Regions from separate parts of the Macaca mulatta genome. Here region 2 is linked to region 1. The links are chromatin contacts, called in public Micro-C maps. All regions are on one chromosome and are shown on one strand. Each heading gives the region's core, a stretch centred on a gene start, on an enhancer-like site or on the middle of the called end of the contact. The rest is flanking DNA. Distances are from core to core; before and after follow the strand shown.

Evidence for each region. A called contact is a pair of places that touch in the nucleus more often than the background predicts.
Region 2: a Micro-C map of CD4 T cells shows a contact between it and region 1, with 8 times the contacts expected there. The contact joins two enhancer-like sites. A contact is called at or near these places in 4 of 14 Hi-C or Micro-C datasets (CD4 T cells, fetal cortex germinal zone, fetal cortical plate and 1 more).

What each region holds. Positions count from the first base shown.
Region 1 is chrX:3,330,078-3,333,672 of T2T-MMU8v2.0, reverse strand. No RefSeq gene overlaps it. Among named protein-coding and RNA genes, the nearest start is that of PRKX, 40 kb to the right of the region's middle. Within about 2 kb of position 1,657, at least 22 of the 40 cell types and tissues checked have an H3K27ac peak or open chromatin away from gene starts, as enhancers often do. A contact at or near this core is called in CD4 T cells, where this site is marked.
Region 2 is chrX:3,431,835-3,435,429 of T2T-MMU8v2.0, reverse strand. No RefSeq gene overlaps it. Among named protein-coding and RNA genes, the nearest start is that of TRNAI-GAU, 21 kb to the left of the region's middle. Within about 2 kb of position 1,744, at least 38 of the 40 cell types and tissues checked have an H3K27ac peak or open chromatin away from gene starts, as enhancers often do. A contact at or near this core is called in CD4 T cells, where this site is marked.

The DNA of each region.
Region 1 (3,595 bases), core at 408-2,907:
CTAATCAGCAGCCCAAGCAGAGTTTGACGCTGCAAATCTGCGCCACGTTCTTCTTTCTGCGCGCAATCTGCAGGCAAAGACATCTGCTTAATTGGGTGTGAAACCCGGGCCTTGATTAAAAGCACTTTATGAGGCCGCAGCCTTGCATTTCCAAGGTCAGGCCCTAGTGGAGAGGGCGCGCGTTCCGCGGGGTGACACGAACTTTGCCTGAGTGCGCGTTCCTGGCTGGCCCTTAACCCCTCAGCCAGGCAGGGCTTGGCAGGGCCGTTTCCTGTCCTAACCAGGATCAAGGGATTGCATGGCTTGCTGGTGAAGCTTGCTTGGCAAGGCCGTGACCTGTCCTAACCAGGCTCAGGGAGTGGCGGGGCCTGCTGGTGTCGCATATGTTTTGCATTCCAGCTCAGGATTTTGCAGAGCATAGAGAGCGGGTGTCACCCCGGGGGGAAATGCCACCCACAAAATGCAGGTGGAGGCTGGGGCGAGGCTGGCAGCCAGGGGCCAGAAATACAAAGCCTGAGCCAGGTTCAGACTTCCTGACTCCCCCTCCCTGTTAGCTGCGCAAGGATGGCTCGGCCTGGTCCCCTTAAAATGTGTCCGTTCTGACTTAGAGGCTGCTTTGCCTCTCGGAAAGCCCCCCGACCAGCGGACTGAGGGACTGGAGACCCCCTCCAGTCGCAGAATCGCTGAGATCCCTCAAAACAAAGGCGTTAGAAGTTTGACCCCTTGCTGCTCAGAGTGGTCGGCGAACCGGCAGCCTGGGCCGCCCTGGTCGCGGGTCAGGGGCGCAGCGTCCAGGCCGTGCCAGGCCCGCAAGTTAAGCACCGTCTGCATTTCCCTGGGGAAAGGGGTGACCAAATGTCTAGCTGTATTTGCATTTCAAATCCACACGGATAGGGTTTTAAATATAAGTATGTCCAACTATTGCCTGAGTCACACTCAAGCCAGGAAAAAAAAAAAAAAAACTTTGCGTTTCTGAAATTGAAATGCGTCTGCACAATTCTTTATCGGGTTGTCGCCGGGGTATTTGAAACAGTGACCAATCAAGTTTCACGCGCTACATTTGGTCGGGCGATCTCTCAAATCTGTCTTTCCCTAGTTCTTTAAAGAAATGTTTATTTGGAAAGAATTCTAGATCCACAGGAAGCTGCAAAGAAACGCGCAGGGTCGAGCCCACCCTTCCCCAGCCCTTCCAAGTAGAAATCTAGAATCACCAGAGTCCTACAGCAAAACCGGGACGCTGACCTCATCCCCAAGACCCGGCAGCCCCTCTTGGGGATCCGCGCGCAGCGCGCGTCCTGAATAGCCAGGCTAATCCGAGCCCCTCTCCTCACCAAACGCCAATTTCACTTTTTATTTCTGAACTTCACTTTTGCGGAGCCACGCCCTCCCTGTCCCCGGGCCCCCTCGCCTCCCCATCTTCCGGGCTTGGGTGCAGCGACGCGGGTGTCCCGCCAGTGCGCCCCCGGGGAGGCTTCAACCTGGGTCCCACCCCAGGGGCGCCCCGGGCGCGGACGGGGCGTGGGCACCTCCCCAGAGCCGCGCCAGCCGTCGGCGGCTGGAATCATCCGCACGCCCGGGTCTCCGGCTCCTGGGCTGGGTCGCGGCGGGGGCGGAGCGCGCGAAGGCGACGCCCCCAGCCCCGCGGCCGGGTTGGGGGCGGGGAGAGGCGCGGTCACGCCCAGGCTGCTTCCGCCCGCCCCATCAGCGCGCACGCGGCTACCGAGCTGGAGGAGGCGGCGGGCGTGAGACCGGGAATGCGCAGGGCCCCCCGCCTCGCCCCCCAAACCCGGGCCGCGGCCCCCGCCTTCCCCGCAGCCGTCCGGCACTCGGTGCCCGACCCCTGAGGCCGGCGGCTGCTCCCACCCGGGGCCGTTGCTGCTTGTGCCGTGAGCGCCGCCCCGCCATTGTCCCCGTCGCTCCGTCAGCTGCGCCAGGCGGCGCACCAGGAGGCGAGGGTGCGCATGGGGAGCGTCCGTTGATGCCGCCGCCGCCGCGCCGCCCTCCGAGGCTGCGTCCCGGGAAGCCCGGCTCCCCGATCACTTCGGCCTGGCCCGGTGCCCCGGACCTGAGTGCGTCCTCATGGAGGCGCCCGGGCTGGCCGAGGCGGCCGCGGCGGAGAGCGACCCCCGCAAGGTGGCGGAGGAGACCCCCGACGGGGCGCCCGCGCTCTGCCCCAGCCCCGAGGCGCGGTCGCCGGAGCCGCCTGCCTACCGCCTGCAGGACTTTGACACGCTGGCCACCGTGGGTGAGTAAGTGCGGGCGGGGACTCGGCCCACAGGGGTGCGCGGCGCGGCCGGGACGCTGTAGTAGGACAAAGGGCCCCGGGTGCCGGCCTCCTGGGGAGGGACCTGCCCCGCTACTCCGGCTCGGAGTCCTCGCGCAGGGCTGCTCCTGCGCCCCAGGTCTCCCCTGGGGGCGCTTGGGGAGGTGGAGCGCACCCCTCAGCCCAGACAAGTCCCCCCGACCGGCCGGGTGCCTTCCCTGAAATGCCGACGGCTCCTCTCGGAGACCACCCTCCACCCCCAGCACACACAGCACTCTGGGGCCTGGGCCGTCCGACGTCACAAACCTCCTGCGGGTCACCTCGCCTGGGGGACCTCGTGCCCCCTCCCTGGCAGCGACCCCAGGGACACGGGGGCGGGATCCGAAGGCCCCTGCGGGCCTCCCCCAGGCCAGCCTCCCCGTGTGCCCAGCGGCAGGGAATGTACAGATTTCTCCAGGGGCTGCAGGAGCAGCTGGGCTTTGAGGGACAGGTGTCCCGTGGCGTTGTGGGGACGAGGACGGCAGCGCTGGGGACGGATCCTAACATGTCCTGACACCTGCTTTTCGTCTTGTGCGTCTGAAATGGGCAATTCTTGTATCGGACGCTTTATCCGTTTCCTTTGTCCTCTGTCTTTGAACTTAACCCCGAATGGGCAGCTTGACAGGTTTCGAGTTCTCCGTGCGCTGGGATCCGGACACGCGCTGGCTTATAGGGCAGCCCTGAGTGGGTCGGAATATCCCAACCGGACATGGGCGCTGGATTTAAACAGTTGTCACCGGCCCGCCTGTGCCTCTTAGGGACTCTGTGTGGCTAAGTGGGGTGTTGGTTGTCAAGAAAATAAACGGGAGAACAGAGGGGGTGTCCTGGGTGTGTTGGTGAGGCGGGGGCTCTCAGGCCCTCTAACTTCTGTTTGTCCTCTCATTTTGGAAAGGAGGAAGCTGCGCTGGGAAGCCCAAGGGCTCAAGGCCACAGCTTATGGCTTAGGAAGACCAGAGGGCATAGCCAGGGAGCCTTCAAAACCGCTGAGGAAGAGGGGACTTAGCTGCCTTCAGTGACCTCTTTGCCACTTAGACTTTGAGGAAGGGCCCACGAGGAAAGCCTGAATTTGGAGGGGCAGAGTGGGAGGAGGCACTCTTTTTTTCTCCTTTCCCTCCCTCCCTCCCTTCTCTCTATCTCATTTTCTCTCTGCCTCCTTCTGCCTCTGTTCCTGTCTCTCTGCATTTCTCCTCCTCTGTCTCTTGGTGTCTGTCTCCCTGTCCCCTTCCTGTCTTGCTTTCTCTGTCTCCCTCCCTCCTCTCTCTCTGCCTTCCCTCTTGTCTTGGTCCCCCCTGG
Region 2 (3,595 bases), core at 495-2,994, 100 kb before region 1:
ATAGTGGCGCACACCTGTGTTCTCAGCTTTTCAGCAAGCTGAGGCCGGAAGATGACTTGAGCCCAGGAGTTTGGGGCTGCAGTGAGCTAGGATTATGCCACTGCACTCTAGCCTGGGTAGCAGAGAGACGCCATCTCTAAAAAGAGGAGGGAAAATACTGCTCCTTCTCAGACCCAAGGTAAAAAGGTTTTTGGTCTCACACTGACCAAAAAACATTGATATTTACTTAAGCAATATAAAAAGGGTCACTGTTTTAGAACAGAGGATTAAAGAGAAAGTAAAATCAGCACTGAGATAGGAGGACGGAGGACATTAACTGAGTTCCGATCCCAATGAAAAGAAGAAAAAGCTCCATCTACGTGAAATATCTACTTATCCTAGAAAAAGCCTTTTGACAGCAACATAAAATTCATACCTCTTAGTTTTTAAATTCTTATGGATGCTGTAGCAAATAACCACAATTTGGGTGACTGAAAGCAATGGAAGTTTATTCTTTTCCAGTGCTGGAGACCAGGAATCTGAGATCAAGTTGTGGGCAGGGCTGGACTCCCCCTGGAGGCTCTAGGGGAGGATCCTTCCTGCCTCTTCCAGCTCTTGGTGGTTCCAGGCATCGACGCTGTCATAGGACAAAGGGCCCTGGGTGCCGACTTCCTGGGGAGGGCCGTGCCCCGCTGCGGTTCGGGGTCCCCCGCGAGGCTACCCCTGCGCCCTGGGTCTCCCCGCGGGGGCCCTCGGAGAGGTGGAGCTTCCCCCGCAGCCCCGGCGAGTCTCCCCGACCTGCCGGATGCCTTCCCTGGAAAGCCGACGGCTCCTCTAGGAGACCGCCCTCCTTCCCCGGGTCCGACGTCACAAAACCTCCTGCGGGTCACCTCGCCTGGGGGACCTCGTGCGCCCTCCCTGGCAGCGACCGCAGGACACTGGCCTCCGTTTGCCCAGCGGCAGGTCCTAGGCGTGGAAAGTACACATTTCTCCCAGTTCGCCCGCCCCCTGCTGCTCGGAGCCCGAGAACCGCCTGCTCTCATTTCCAATCGGATAATAGGGACGCTGAGAATAACAACTAGGACCAGCACCGCGAAGGCGCTCCTCTCGTGGGTCAGAGGTCGGCGCCCCCGCTCCGCAGCACCCAGCACCCACCCAGGGACCCCCGGTGGCCTCAGGCCTCCAGTCCCGCCCCGGGCTCGTCCCGAGACCTGCGGCGCAGCTCCGCCGGCGGGGAGGGCCTGCAGGCCGCAAAGCTGCGCGAATGCCCCGCGCCCTCCGTCCACCGTCCTCAGACCAGCGGCGCCTCTCACCGGACTTCGAGGGCTGCGCGGCTCCGCGACTGCGGTTCTCGGCCCGAGCGGGAAGGCGACGGCGGCGCGGACTCCGAGCCCAGCCGAGCTGCAAGGGCCGACGGAAGGCGAGCCTGCCCCTCGGGTGCGCCCACGGCTTAGGCGGGCGCCACTGAGGGGGCGTCTAACTGCGGGCTCCGCAGCGGCGCCTCTTCGGCAAGAGCCTTCGATACACTGCGTTCAGGGCGGCTCCGGCCCCTAGGACCCAGGAGCGACTGCGGCGGACGCCAGCCGCACACCACGTTCCCGCCCATTGGCCCGCCCCGGCCGGCCGCTGTGCACGTCATGGCGTCGGAAGGAAATACGCCAATGGGGTGAAGGGGTCAAGCTGAATTTACACGCTCTGCGATGGCCCTGAGGCGAGACTAGGAGGGCGTTCCCGGTAACGATTGGACAGGACCTTTCGTAAGGGCGCCCCCGACAATAGAAGTAAGGAGGAACTGGAGTGGCTGCCTCCGTCGCAAAGTGGGCAGGTCTTGCATTGTCGGGCCTGACGATTGGTCTTTCCAATTGCCGGAAGCGACCGGCATATGGTCTGGAAACAACCTGTGGTATCGAATCCCTGAGAGCTAAAATGTCCGTTCGCGGGTCGGAGAGTCCCGTAACCGCCACTTACCCGTGGTCTGTTGCCTGCCGTTCCTGCCGTGGAGCATCTCGGTCCTCGTTCGACCTGGCCCCCGGAAAGCCCGGCTCGTGGCAGCGCTACCCTGGTGCGGCGGCGAGAGGAGGGGACCGGGGCCTCGGGGCGGGTGGCGGCCGCAGCGCGAGAGCCCTGGACCTCGCGCCCTCAGAGCCTGAGCCGCGTGAGGGAGGGCGAGCCGCAGCCCCTGCCTTGCTAGTTCTCCAACACGCGAAAAAGGTGGATGAGAACTGGTGTGGGGATAGAAGATTTGGGTAGGGTTCACTTGACACCACCCAATTTCTAAATTAGCCATATTTTCTGAGTAGTTCTACCAACAAAGGTCAAGCTGGAGCCAAGTGCTGTAATCCCAGCACTTTGGGAGGCCCAGGTGAGGGTATATTGAAGCCAAGAGTTCGAGACCAGCCTGGGCAACATAGCAAGACTGTCTCTACAAAAAGTTTGGTTTTTGGATTTTTTGAGACAGAGTGTCCCTCTGTCGCCGAGGCTGGAGTGCGGTGGCACAATCTCAGCTCACTGCAACCTCCGCCTCCCGGGTTCAAGCAGTTCTGCCTCAGCTTCCCGAGTAGCTGGGATTACAGGCGCCCTCCACCACGCCTGGTTAATTTTTGCGTATTTACCAGAGACGGGGTTTCACCATGTTGGCCAGGCTGGTCTTGAACTCCTGACCTCATGTGATCCGCCTGCCCCGGCCTCTAGAAGTGCTGGGATTACAGGCATGAGCCACCGCGCCCAGCCACAAAGTTTTAAAATGACCCTGGCATGGCGGTGCGTGGTGGTAGACCCAACTACTGGGGAGACTGAGACGGGAGGGTTGCTTGAGGCCAGGAATTTGAGACCTGCCTGGGCGTCATAAGGAGACTCCATATCTAGAAAAATATATATATATACATATATATATATATATTAGCTGGGTGTAGTGGTGTACGCCTGTGATCCCAGCCGCTCAGGAGGCTGAGGTGGAAGAATCGCTTGAGCCCAGGAGGTCAAGGCTGCAGTGAGCTATGATTGTACCACTGCACTCTTTCCTGGGCCAGAGACCCCTGTCTCCAAAAAAATAAAAGGACACAGACACGCACAGAGGGATGACCATGTGAGGACACAGGGAGGATCGCTTGAGTCTGAGAAATGGAGGCCGCACTGAGCTGTGATCATGCCACTGCACTTCCCAGGCGGAAGCGATTCTCCCGAGTAGGCAGGACCACAGGTGTGTGCCACCATTCCCGGCTAATTATTTGTAGAAATGAAGTCTTGCTATGTTTCTCAGGCTGGTTTTAAACTCCTGAGCTCCAGTGATCCTCCCACCGTGGCCTCCCAAAGTGCTGGTATTATAGGCATGAGCCACTATGCCTGGACCAATTCTTAATTGGTGACTTGACTTTATTCATCTGTCTCACTCAGCTTCCTTCAAATGTTGAGCCTCCGTCTTTTAAGAAGGTAGTGTACCATGTCAACCTGTTCTAAATATTTGATGAGAGAAAGTTCTAGAATTCACATCCCCACCAACTTTCTTTTTTTCTTTAAAAGAATTTTTTAAGAGACACGGTCTTACTCTGTTGCCTGGGCTGGAGTGCGGTGGTGCAATCATAGCTCACTGCAGCCTTGACCTCGTGGTCTCAGGTGA